Regions from separate parts of the Sus scrofa genome. Here region 1 is linked to region 2. Evidence: chromatin contacts called from public HiChIP or PLAC-seq data. All regions are on one chromosome and are shown on one strand. The core of a region is the stretch at or near the end of the contact, and the rest is flanking DNA. Distances in the headings are between cores, read along the strand shown. Region 1 overlaps LIPC (lipase, hepatic). Region 2 overlaps LIPC (lipase, hepatic).

Region 1 (5,390 bases), core at 2,515-5,014, 100 kb before region 2:
GTAGAGCAAAGGTCAGCAAACCTTTTCTCTAAGGGTCAGGTACTAAATATCTTCGTCTTTATAGGTCACATGGTCTCTGTGTCTTGTTGCTATTGTAGCACAAACACAGCTCCAGATAATAAACGAACATGTCTGTGTTCCAATAAAACTTTATTTAAAAAAACAGGTGGTGGGCTGGGTTTGCCAGGCCATAAATTGCAGGCCCCAGGTCTAAACTTAAGATAGCCATGGAGAAAAATATTAACTATGAAGATTAAATCTAGGAGTTCCTGTCGCGGCTCAGTGGAAATGAATCTGAGTAGCATCCATTAGGACTCACTTTCGATCCCTGGTCTCCATCTGTGGATTAAGGATCTGGCATTGCTGTGGCTGTGGTGTAGGCCAGCAGCTACAGCTCCAATTGGACCCCCCAGCCTGGGAATTTCCATATGCCAAGGGTGCAGCCCTAAAAAGACAAAAAAAAAAAAAAGATTAAATGTAAAAGTGTATTGGGTCTATAGTTGTTCCAAACATAAATAGCACAAAAAATTTGAGGAAATATTCTTCCAGGATTCCTTTTTTTTTCCCCCTTTTCAGGACAGTACCTGCAGCATATGGAAGTTCCCAGGCTAGGGGTCAGATCAGAGCTGCAGCTACTGGCCTATACCACAGCCACAGCAATTCGGGATCTGAGCTGCACCTGCAACCTACACCACAGCTTGCAGTAATGCTGGATCCTTAACCCACGAAACAAGACCAGAGATTGAACCCACATCCTCATGGATACTAGCTGGGTTTGTAACCTGCTGAACCACAATGGGAACTCCTCTTCCAGGATTCTACAACAATAATCTGACACACCAAAGAAGTGGTGTATGTCATTGTTAAATGACTGAGGTTCCCAAACAGATCTTCAATTTTTTCAGTTTTTTCTTACTCCATGTAAATGAAAATATCAATTAACATTCATATTAGAACTATCCATATTCATCATTTGCAACCATGGGTTGGCTAGCGATACAAAAGTTCATCGAAAATCAGCAAGACCATTCTGTGACAATCAATTATCTACACAGAGTTTACAATAAAGGGTATTGGATGTTTTATATTATTTTTAAATTGCATAATATGTATCCTTGACATTAATAAAATGTATGATAAATCATATATATACATATGATTAGATATTTCCCATCACACCAGTGCCTGAGGCACATCAACATAAAGAGGGACTTAACTGTCCAGAGTCGCCCACGTAAAGGACCAGAGGCAGAGTCCAGAGCCTGGGGAAGGTATCAAGGATGGAGGGACAATCAGGAGAGCCCTCCAGGGTGTCCTGGAAGGCTTCATGGAGGACATGCACCCTAAAGAACCATGGGACTGAAAATGAATGGAGAGTAGCTGCACTTCAGGCAGGTAAACAGCATGGGTGAAAGGGTGAAGGCTGGAGTGCCCTGACTTGGTCAGGACCACCAAGAGCAGAGGGTCAGCCCTGGGAAGCAGTGGGAGACAAAGTGGGCCCAGGTATATTTAATGACACAGAAACACACCATGTGGTTGAGTAGAAAAAAACAAAACAAAACCAAACAAAAAAACAGGCTACAAAATGTGTGCGCTTGTGTTAAGAGGGAGAAAAATACATTAGAAGAAAATCCTCTGAAATGCAAAGAGCTCTGGGTGACAGGATTATAGCTGATTTTGTTTTCATGCTTCTGAACATTTTCCGGTACCTTCCTATTATTCTGAAGTGGTGTGTGGCACTTTGATAATCATGAAAAAAAAATAAGGTTTTCTGGGTATGAAGGGCAAAAAGCAGACAGCCCTGAGAACTGAGATAAACCGGAAGCGGTAGTGAGAGAGGACACATCTGGCCTGATGCAGCCCGGAGGCCCCCAGAGGGCAGTGTTGAGAGAGGGTGTACTGTAATGCAGCCTAGGGCTGAGCCCCCTCTCCTGGGAGGACTGTAGGAACATCTGGGCTGCCTCCCGGTGCCCCCACCCCCAACCCCCTAAGGGCCTGAAGTAGTGCTATCTATGCAGGGGACCTGCCCCTACCCCTTCGCCTTAAGCAGATGTCTTCTTTCTCTTTTCTCCCCCAAGTACTAGTTTGCAAAGTTTTCCCCTCCAAACTCACAGAAGCAGAACAAATTGGAAACAACAAAAAGAAGCCGAAAAAACCCTAAGAGATCCTCTGTCTTTTTAGGACTTTACCATTGCAGTTTTCCCAACTGTAAGAAGTATACATTTTCAAAAGTACAGCTGATTCACAGAATTGGAAAATTAGAGTGGATCCTGGAGAACATTCAGTCCAACTCATTTATTTTACAAATAAGGAAATGGAAACTAAGGCCTTCGAGTGGCATATGCAAGGGCACAAAGCTAGGTGGAAACTGGTCTCCAGCAGAGATGACACCTGGGCCTGGTGCCTCCTTTCTCAGCATCTGAATCCTATCAGATGAGCAGCCCAGGGGCTCACCACCAGGTGGGCTGAACAGCCCTGGGCTGCAGAGCATAGCAGATTCTGATCCTTCCTTGAGTTTACCCATGCAAAGCCGGAACACCTACAAGGCACCAAGTTAATAATATACCACTTGATTTCTCTCTACCCCACACACCTGGATTAGCTCCCTCAGCGGACTGGACCACTCCCTCCCTACTGTGATGAATGACACTGCCAAAGCTGTCTTCTCCATAAAGACTTTCTTTAACTAATGCTGTGTTATTTTGTGATCAGTCACCTTCACTGTTGTTATCTTTACTTGCCAAACCAGCCAGGTCATTGTATTTGGCCCTCAAAAGGACTAAAACTCCAGTTTGGTCATTTTCTCTACATAAACTCGACCGAACTGCATACAAGGTGGGGATTTTGATCTTGTACTTAAATATCTAGCAGCCTCTGTGACTCACACAATTCCTTTTCCTCTCCCTCCTGGACCAAAGCCCACGTCTTCATCCTGCCACTAATGCTGGCTCTTTGGGGATTTTCTACAAATCTCTCTGTGTACGTGCCATGTTGTTCATCTTAAATTATATGCTACTGGAGCACAAGGAATATATAAGTATATGCTTTTTCTGATCAGGAGCATCTGTAGCTGAGGGAAGGGCAGGCCTCTCTTATGACTAGAAGACAGCGGGAAAGTCCTGTCAAAATCCAGTGGCCAATCTTTGACCTTTGCCGACAGGCAGAAAGTGGCATTGAAAGTGTCTTCTTAGAGACCCTGCTTTGGATAAAGCCCATGGATGGGGCAAATATTTGCTAGCAAAGTTATATTTTAGTCCTTTGTTAAGTCTGAGTGAGGCCATCTTTTCAAATCTTTCGGAGAACGGCCATCATTGCTTTTCTTTCCTTTTGTGGGCCTCTTTCAGAGATTTAACAATAAATACATGCATACATCAACCAAATGAAAGCTAAAAGGACGTAAGTCCCAGGCTGGGTCCATGTTTTCAGGAAATAAACAGTTTTTGGAGGAAGTCCCACCCACTCCTATAAATGAAAAAAATAAACAAGATGACATTCCACCAGCAAGCAGGTGTTTCATATCCTCTCAAGTCAGATAAATAGATTTTTACATTCATGAGAAAACAAATAAACATTCCCCCCAAATTGGACTGAGGGAGAAAACCACCCTAGGTTCTGTGCACCGAGTTCTGGCTGTATCTGCAGCCATCACCGGAAGGAACTGGATCACCCACACCCTGTTCCCAAGGACGCCTGTACTGGAACAGATTCCAGTTCCATGTACCCTCTGGGGAGGGGCAAAGTTATCATAGGGCGTCATGGGCCCTGTGCAAACAGCACGCTTCCTCCTTACCATGAAGGCGGGGCTCCCGGGTTCCTCTAAATCAGAACAACAGTTAACAGTCAGCCGGATCACACCTGACAGGAACTGGCCTCTGCCTTTTTCCTGAAAAGTGGTTCATCCTGAGGTCTTCCCTGTAGGGCTGAGCAGGTCCTAGCTATCTGCTTCCAAGCTCACCTTTGGATATCTGAGTACAGCCCCTTGGGGTCTACTCTGGAAAGTCTTTTTGACTCTTAGTGAGCACCTCTCAACAGAATCTTAAAATACCCAAGGGAGTTCCCATTGTGGCTCAGTGGTAACGAACCCGACTAGTATCCATGAGGACGCATGTTGGAACCCTGGCCTCTCTCAGTAGGTTAAGGATCCAGTGTTGCCGTGAGCTGTGGTGAAGGTTGCAGATGAGGCTCAGATCCCACGTTGCCGTGTTTGTGGTGTAGGCTGGCAGCTATAGCTCCTATTCGAACCCTAGCCTAGGAACATCCACATGCCACAGGTGCAGCCCTAAAAAGCAAACATATATAATATATATAGCAAAAATATATAAAGCAAATATATATGTGTATATATATGTGTGTATATATGATAAATAAAATAAAATACCCAAAACCACTCAGCTCCTGGGCCTTGGCTTACAGACAGCCTATCTTCTTTTTTTTTTTTTTTTTTAAATTACTCAATGAATTTATTACATTTATAGTTGTAGAATGATCATCACAAGGACACTGACAACACAGTTCTAAAACAAGATTTCAGCCTCTCTCTGGAGTTCTAACTCTGTATGTGAAACAATGAGGTCAGGGCTGTGGGGAATTCAGAAGGAAGAGGATGGCTCATAGAGAAGGGAGTGGTGAGCTCTGGGGTGACTGAGGGTGAAATGCAAAGGGAAGGAAGGGTCAGGGTGGGGGCAGGAAGTGTGTGCTAATAGTCCCCATGGGGCCAGAAGGACCTGCCTGACCAGACAGAAGGGGCTTCCCCATTCCAGAGCCCCAGGCTCCCTGCTGGACACACTAGGGAGCCCTCTGCTGAGGTTATAATCCCATCAACCACCCTGCAGGGGGCTCTTAGAACATCTCTCTCAGTGATTGGGAAGCTCAGGCTCAGGGCCATTACCTTACTGGTTCAAGATCACTCAGCAGGTGAGGGGCAGGGCAGGACTGCAAATTCAAGGTGACTGACAGTATGGCTCTTGCAGGTCCATTTTCTACCCTACCTCTCTGCCTCCGAGAAGAGTTTGGAGATGCTCTGGAGCTGAGAAATAACAGAGCACCAGACTAGGAAGTTGGGGGAGACAGGACCACCTGTTAGAGGGAAGGAGTCAGGAGCAAGAATAGGAGGACCACATGCCAAATGGCTTGGAGAGTGATCTACTCATTTAGCGCCGGGGGCCTTGGTTGTCTCATTTGTAAAGGGACAATGGGCCAAATGGTCACTTCTCTGAAACAGGGAGTGTCAAGCCTCTTGAATGAAGAAGTGATGGCAATGTGACACTTAAGTGGGCTGTGTTTGGGGGCCAGTGCAAGGGCTGGGTGCAGGGGAAGAAAGCAACACCACAGGCAGCTTCATAAATGTGCAGAAATCCAGGTGAGAGGCGAGGGGGGCTATGCTCAGGTGT
Region 2 (5,014 bases), core at 963-3,462:
TACAGCCCAAAAAAAAAAAAAAGAAAGAAAGAAAGAAAGACAGAGAGAGAGAGAGAAAGAAAGAAAGGCCAACTCACCCACTCTAAGCCAACTGAAGAACCCCCACCCCTCACCCTCCCTTCTCATCCCAGTCATCTAAAACTGAGCTGAGAACACACCCTCTAGTGATGATACCACTGCCTTCAGGGCTCAGCTATCAGAATGACCTTCACACTCCAACATTATCTCATTTTGGCCAGACTCCCAGCCTTCCACCCACCCTCGCCTGAGAGAACTTTTGAGGAACTTCCTCTTATCAGGACATCTTCCTCCAGTCACTACCCCTCCCATCACCAGCAGTTCCCCATGACCTTCCTGCCCTCTTCCCAGATCTGCACCCTCCCTAAGCTTGACACACCCCTAGGACAGTGTTCATTAACTCCTTGCCTGGCAAATGCACCTCCAACCAACTATAGCCATTTTCTCTTTTGCGATAGACTGCAGATTGATGAAAGCATGTATGTTGACATAGCGCGCCCTGGGCGCGGTGTGGTTTTTCAGTTTTCTTCACTCTTATGTTTGTTACCTCAGTCACTAGATAACTGCTTTACCATCCTCAACACCACCTGGTTAGGTGAGCTTGAGTCAGTTAGTGAATGTCCCTGAAGCTCAGTTTTCTCACTTGTAATGGCTGTCTCAAGGATTTAAAGATCCAGACAGGCAGTTGGTGCAGTGCCTGCCCCATGGTGGAGACTCAGCAAATATAGCCACTAGTCACCAAGAACTGAGATGAGTAATCCTGGGGAAATCAGCTTCTGGCAAAGCTCCCTGTACTCCACCTTCACATGAGGTACTTGCCCTGTCTCATGGTGGTTCCTAACATTCCTAGAGCATACTTCGCTTAAGATCAAATTAAGATTTAGAGACCCCAAAACAAACCCCACCCCAAAGGTCAAAAGCTTTGGTTGATAAACCTCCTCAACTTGCTGTTTGGAGTTAGGCCCATTCAGACCTTATCATTGGGGCATGTCCTTCTACAAGCCAATCCCCCTGCTAGTGTCACAGGCCACTTACCTCAGGCATGCACTGGCTCCCTTGGGACGTGGCAGGGGAGGCCTCGGCTCTCATCAGACCATTAGCCACGTCCCAAGCGTGCCTGAGCATTGGTTTACCCAACTTCATTCAGAGGCATTCCATACAAGCCTGTTCTGATAACTGGCCCCTAAAGCATCCGCACTTGTGTACTTTTTTTCTTTTAACAGCCGCACCTGCAGCATATAGCTGTTCCCAGGCTTGGGGTTGAATCGGAGCTGCAGCTGTAGGCCTACACCACAGCCACAGCAACACAAGATCTGAGCTGCAACCTACACCACAGCTTGTGGCAACACCAGATCCTTAACTCACTGAGCAAGGCCAGAGATTGAATCCACCTCCTCCAAGACACTATGTCAGGTTCTTAACCAGCTAAGCCACAGTGGAAACTCTGCACTTGTGCATTTTTAACCATATGAGACTAAAATATTTCTGAAATGAATTACACTATCCCACTTGCTCAAAGAATTCATTATATTCTTAGTGACTTGGGGCTCCTATTAAAACACCTACTGTAACATACAGCAGCCCCTCAGAGCCTGGGATTATGCCTCTACCCTGTGGCTTCCACGGGTTTACTCTTTGTGGAGCTTTCAGTTGTCACATCCACTGTCATCAGAGGCTTGACCTCTGCAATCTCCTCCTTCTCAATGTGCTATTTCTCTGCCCTAAGAAATGAGGCAACCCTCCGGGCCAAGGGGCAATAATGTCCCTCCTGTCCTGTGTTCCAGCCATCACCCGGACCATCAAATGTGCCCACGAGCGGTCAGTGCACCTGTTCATCGACTCCGTGCTGCACCCCGGCATGCAGAGCACGGCCTACCTGTGCAAGGACATGGACAGCTTCAGCCAGGGCCTGTGCCTGAGCTGCAAGAAGGGCCGCTGCACCACGCTGGGTTACTACACCCACCAGGAGCAGCAGAGCAAGAAGAGCAAGAGCCTCTTCCTGATGACTCGAGCCCAGCCCCCGTTCAAAGGTGAGTGCGGGAGAGCCTTCAGAAGGCCAGGGTGTAGCCATCTGTCCGAAGGTGCCAGAGCTCCCTGAAGTCTTTTCCTGGAGCGACTTCAGGCTCTGCTCTTTGAGTGTTTTGGACACTGCACCGATTCTAGACTGTGCTGTCAACACAGCCACTCTCTCACTCTCCAAGAATGTGGCCACCTCGCTGCCAAGTGCGGAAGGAGGAAGCGTGATACTTTCTGGGACAATCCTGGGGTTGGCTTGTCTTCATCCATTTCCATGGTGTCCCAGAATGTTAGATCCAGAAGGCCTTGAGCAACTACCTTGACCAACCAGGTCTCACTCACTGTACAGGGCCCTGGGGGTGTCTGCAAACCCACGAGAACCCAGCGCTTTCATCTCTGCCGGGGCTGCCAGGAGAAACTTGGGCTGCAGGCTGCATTTGAGGTTCCTCATTTCCCCTCAAGTTTGAATCAGCTCTTCTTGCGAGAGATCATTGTCCTATTCAGGCCAGCCCTAGATGAAGTTCCGCTTCTCAACCTCGGGGCAGAAACCACACCCATTCTGCTCTCCGGGTTGAACAGTAGGTCAGAGAAAGGGCTTGGCCATGATTTGGGCTGAAGCCAGCAGTACTACTTCCCCTCAGCCTAAATCCTCCTACAGGGAACAAGCCAACATCTGTTGCCATTAACATTTCTGCCTAATCCTTAAAACAGCTCGAGAGTGATTTAGCATCTTCTAGTTTCAACAGCACATACTCGAAGCTGGGGGAGGAGCACAGCGCTGTGTGATTATTACTGTGCAGGTATTTGCAGCTACAGACATGAACACAGTCAGCACTGCTTTGCATTTGTGCAGCATTTTACACCAAACATTAGATGCAGCCTGGGCCTCATGGTGCCCACCACAGCCAAGCCAGGCTGGCAGAGTTGGTTACAGTCCCAGGGTAAAGAAGAGGAAAACCAAGCTGGGGTTCAGTGACCTGGCCACATGGCCTAGGACCCAGCTGCCCTCTGACTGCCAGGCCAGCGTTTCTTCCATGACTGCACTCCCAAGTTCAAGCTCCCAGGTGGCTTGTATGTTAGGTTCCTCTGTTTATCTGAACTTACTGCTCTCCAGCCACATTTCCCCTCCATGAGTCCCAGGAATGACAGAAGTTGGCTTGAGCAGCTGATAGCTTCTGAGAGCCCTTGGAATGAGGGCAGAATCTTTCTTGCCTGAGGGGCAGAGGGTGCCCTCAGCTGTCTGTCCTTGAGTGGGTGGAGGAGCCTGAGGCCTTGGAGCAGGTGAAGGAATTTGGAAGGCCTCCCCGCTTCGCTTTGGGGAGCTCCCCCGCCACAGGCTGCCAATTAGACACTCATTTGGGTTAACCAGCTCCTCTTTTAAATGGTGGAACCACCTGGAGTGATTAAGTTTCTTGCATAATCAGATTTCACTGGATAGACTTTAATCCTGGAATGTTATTGTTTGGAGAAACGGTTCAACTCCATCATGTCCCAGACATGGAAACCAAGGCACAGATGAGAGAAAATCATTTGCCCAGGATACCAAGGGAATTCCTGCCAGAGCCAGCATTTAGACTCAGGCCTCCAAATCAGAAGTCAAGTGATTTTTTTTTACCTCAGTGAGCCACCCCTGGTCTGACTGTGGAGGCAAGGGAGGGAGGAGGGTGTGTGTCGGGGCGGGGGGGGGGGTCGTCGTGTGTGTGTGTGTGTGTGTGTGTGTGTGTGTGTGTGTGTGTGTGTGTGTGTAGCGGGTCTTGCTTTTGCCCTGGGATCAGCTAGAAAGAAAGAGCGTCCTTTTTCACCTTCCAGGGCAGGGCTGTGCCTCTGAAATGAGGAACTCAGTCCTGGGTCCCGCTGGAGGAGAGCCACTGGGGGCGTGGAGATGGGGGCGGATGCGAGCCTTGGGAGAGGAAGAGGGGGAAGGAGGAGCAGCGGGCACAAGCCAGGCTGATTTTCTCCCCATGCCAAGGACCCCTGATGCCCAATCACCACACACTGCTCGTGGGAACTCACAGGGACCCCCCGCCTGTAAGGCAGGACCAAGGAACCACATTAGGGCAGCAGCATCTCATCCAGCAGCTGCCAAGGGCAGTGTGCTCAGCCACTATTTATTCTTCAGGCATCCGTTGAGCCCAGGTAGCAAGAGACCCTGCCTGTCACATGCGGCATGCTACTGCTGTCCCAGGAAGACAGACGAGTCCCTTGAAGACAACACTTGGGTCTCTTTATCACCAACCACTCATCTTGCTCCAGGGATGTCCAATGAGAATAGGACCTAGGGGCCGGTGACTTGGAGGTGGGACCAGGGGGCAAGACTGCCTGCAACTGCCCCGGAACCGAACCTCCAGCCCCTGACAGATTGCAGTGGTGAGCTGCAGCCTGCGCTGCATCCTTCCTGCCCTGCTCTGGGCCCTCCAGTTCTCCCCAGTCCTGCCTCAGTCTTTCAGGAAGCAAAGTCCTAATCTGTACAGCTTCATTTCCTTCACTCCTGGGGAGTCACATCCCTGCTGTCCCTTTAAGTGGTCCCGCATACCACTACACATGATGCTCAGATGACACTCCCCCCGCCTATGTAGAAGCTGCCACTCGTGGATACTGTGCAGTTTGTACAATGCTATGTCGCCCTGTATGGAAGCCACTAACCATATGTGGCTATTTAAATCACTTAAAATGAGATAACATCAAACATTTGAATCCTCAATCACACCAGCCACCGTTCAAATGTTCAAATATGTGACTGCCATGTCAGAGAGTACAGAAATAGACTGCTTCCCTCATCCAGAAAGTTCTGTTGATGGTGCAGGCATCAGGTCTTTAATCTAGGCCACCATAACTGCACCCTTCTTCACCCATCATGACCATGATCGTCTCTGACGTGGGCCAAAAAAGCCTATTTCACTGGCCGCCTGCAGCAGTGGATGAATACTTCCAGAGTCATAAAGGAAGATTTCCCTAACCCTGATTCCGGAGAACCCATGAT

What was found. HiChIP or PLAC-seq counts read pairs in DNA pulled down with a chosen protein or histone mark.
Region 1: a contact with region 2 is called in an H3K27ac HiChIP or PLAC-seq map of alveolar macrophages. The contact joins two enhancer-like sites. A contact is called at or near these places in 5 of 47 Hi-C or Micro-C datasets (blood, heart right ventricle, psoas muscle and 2 more) and 2 of 2 datasets of contacts at active chromatin or transcription factors (alveolar macrophages and skeletal muscle).

The regions. Positions count from the first base shown.
Region 1 is chr1:113,555,670-113,561,059 of Sscrofa11.1, reverse strand. The region is part of intron 1 of LIPC (lipase, hepatic); the gene reads left to right. All of the region lies in intron 3 of LOC102158936 (a long non-coding RNA gene), which reads right to left. Among named protein-coding and RNA genes, the nearest start is that of LIPC, 25 kb to the left of the region's middle. Within about 2 kb of position 3,764, at least 27 of the 83 cell types and tissues checked have an H3K27ac peak or open chromatin away from gene starts, as enhancers often do. A contact at or near this core is called in alveolar macrophages, retroperitoneal adipose tissue and skeletal muscle, where this site is marked.
Region 2 is chr1:113,450,044-113,455,057 of Sscrofa11.1, reverse strand. It overlaps LIPC (lipase, hepatic), which reads left to right. Exons shown (of 9, transcript NM_001143714.1): 6 at 1,803-2,048. All of the region lies in intron 1 of LOC102158936 (a long non-coding RNA gene), which reads right to left. Among named protein-coding and RNA genes, the nearest start is that of LIPC, 130 kb to the left of the region's middle. Within about 2 kb of position 2,212, at least 38 of the 83 cell types and tissues checked have an H3K27ac peak or open chromatin away from gene starts, as enhancers often do. A contact at or near this core is called in alveolar macrophages, retroperitoneal adipose tissue and skeletal muscle, where this site is marked.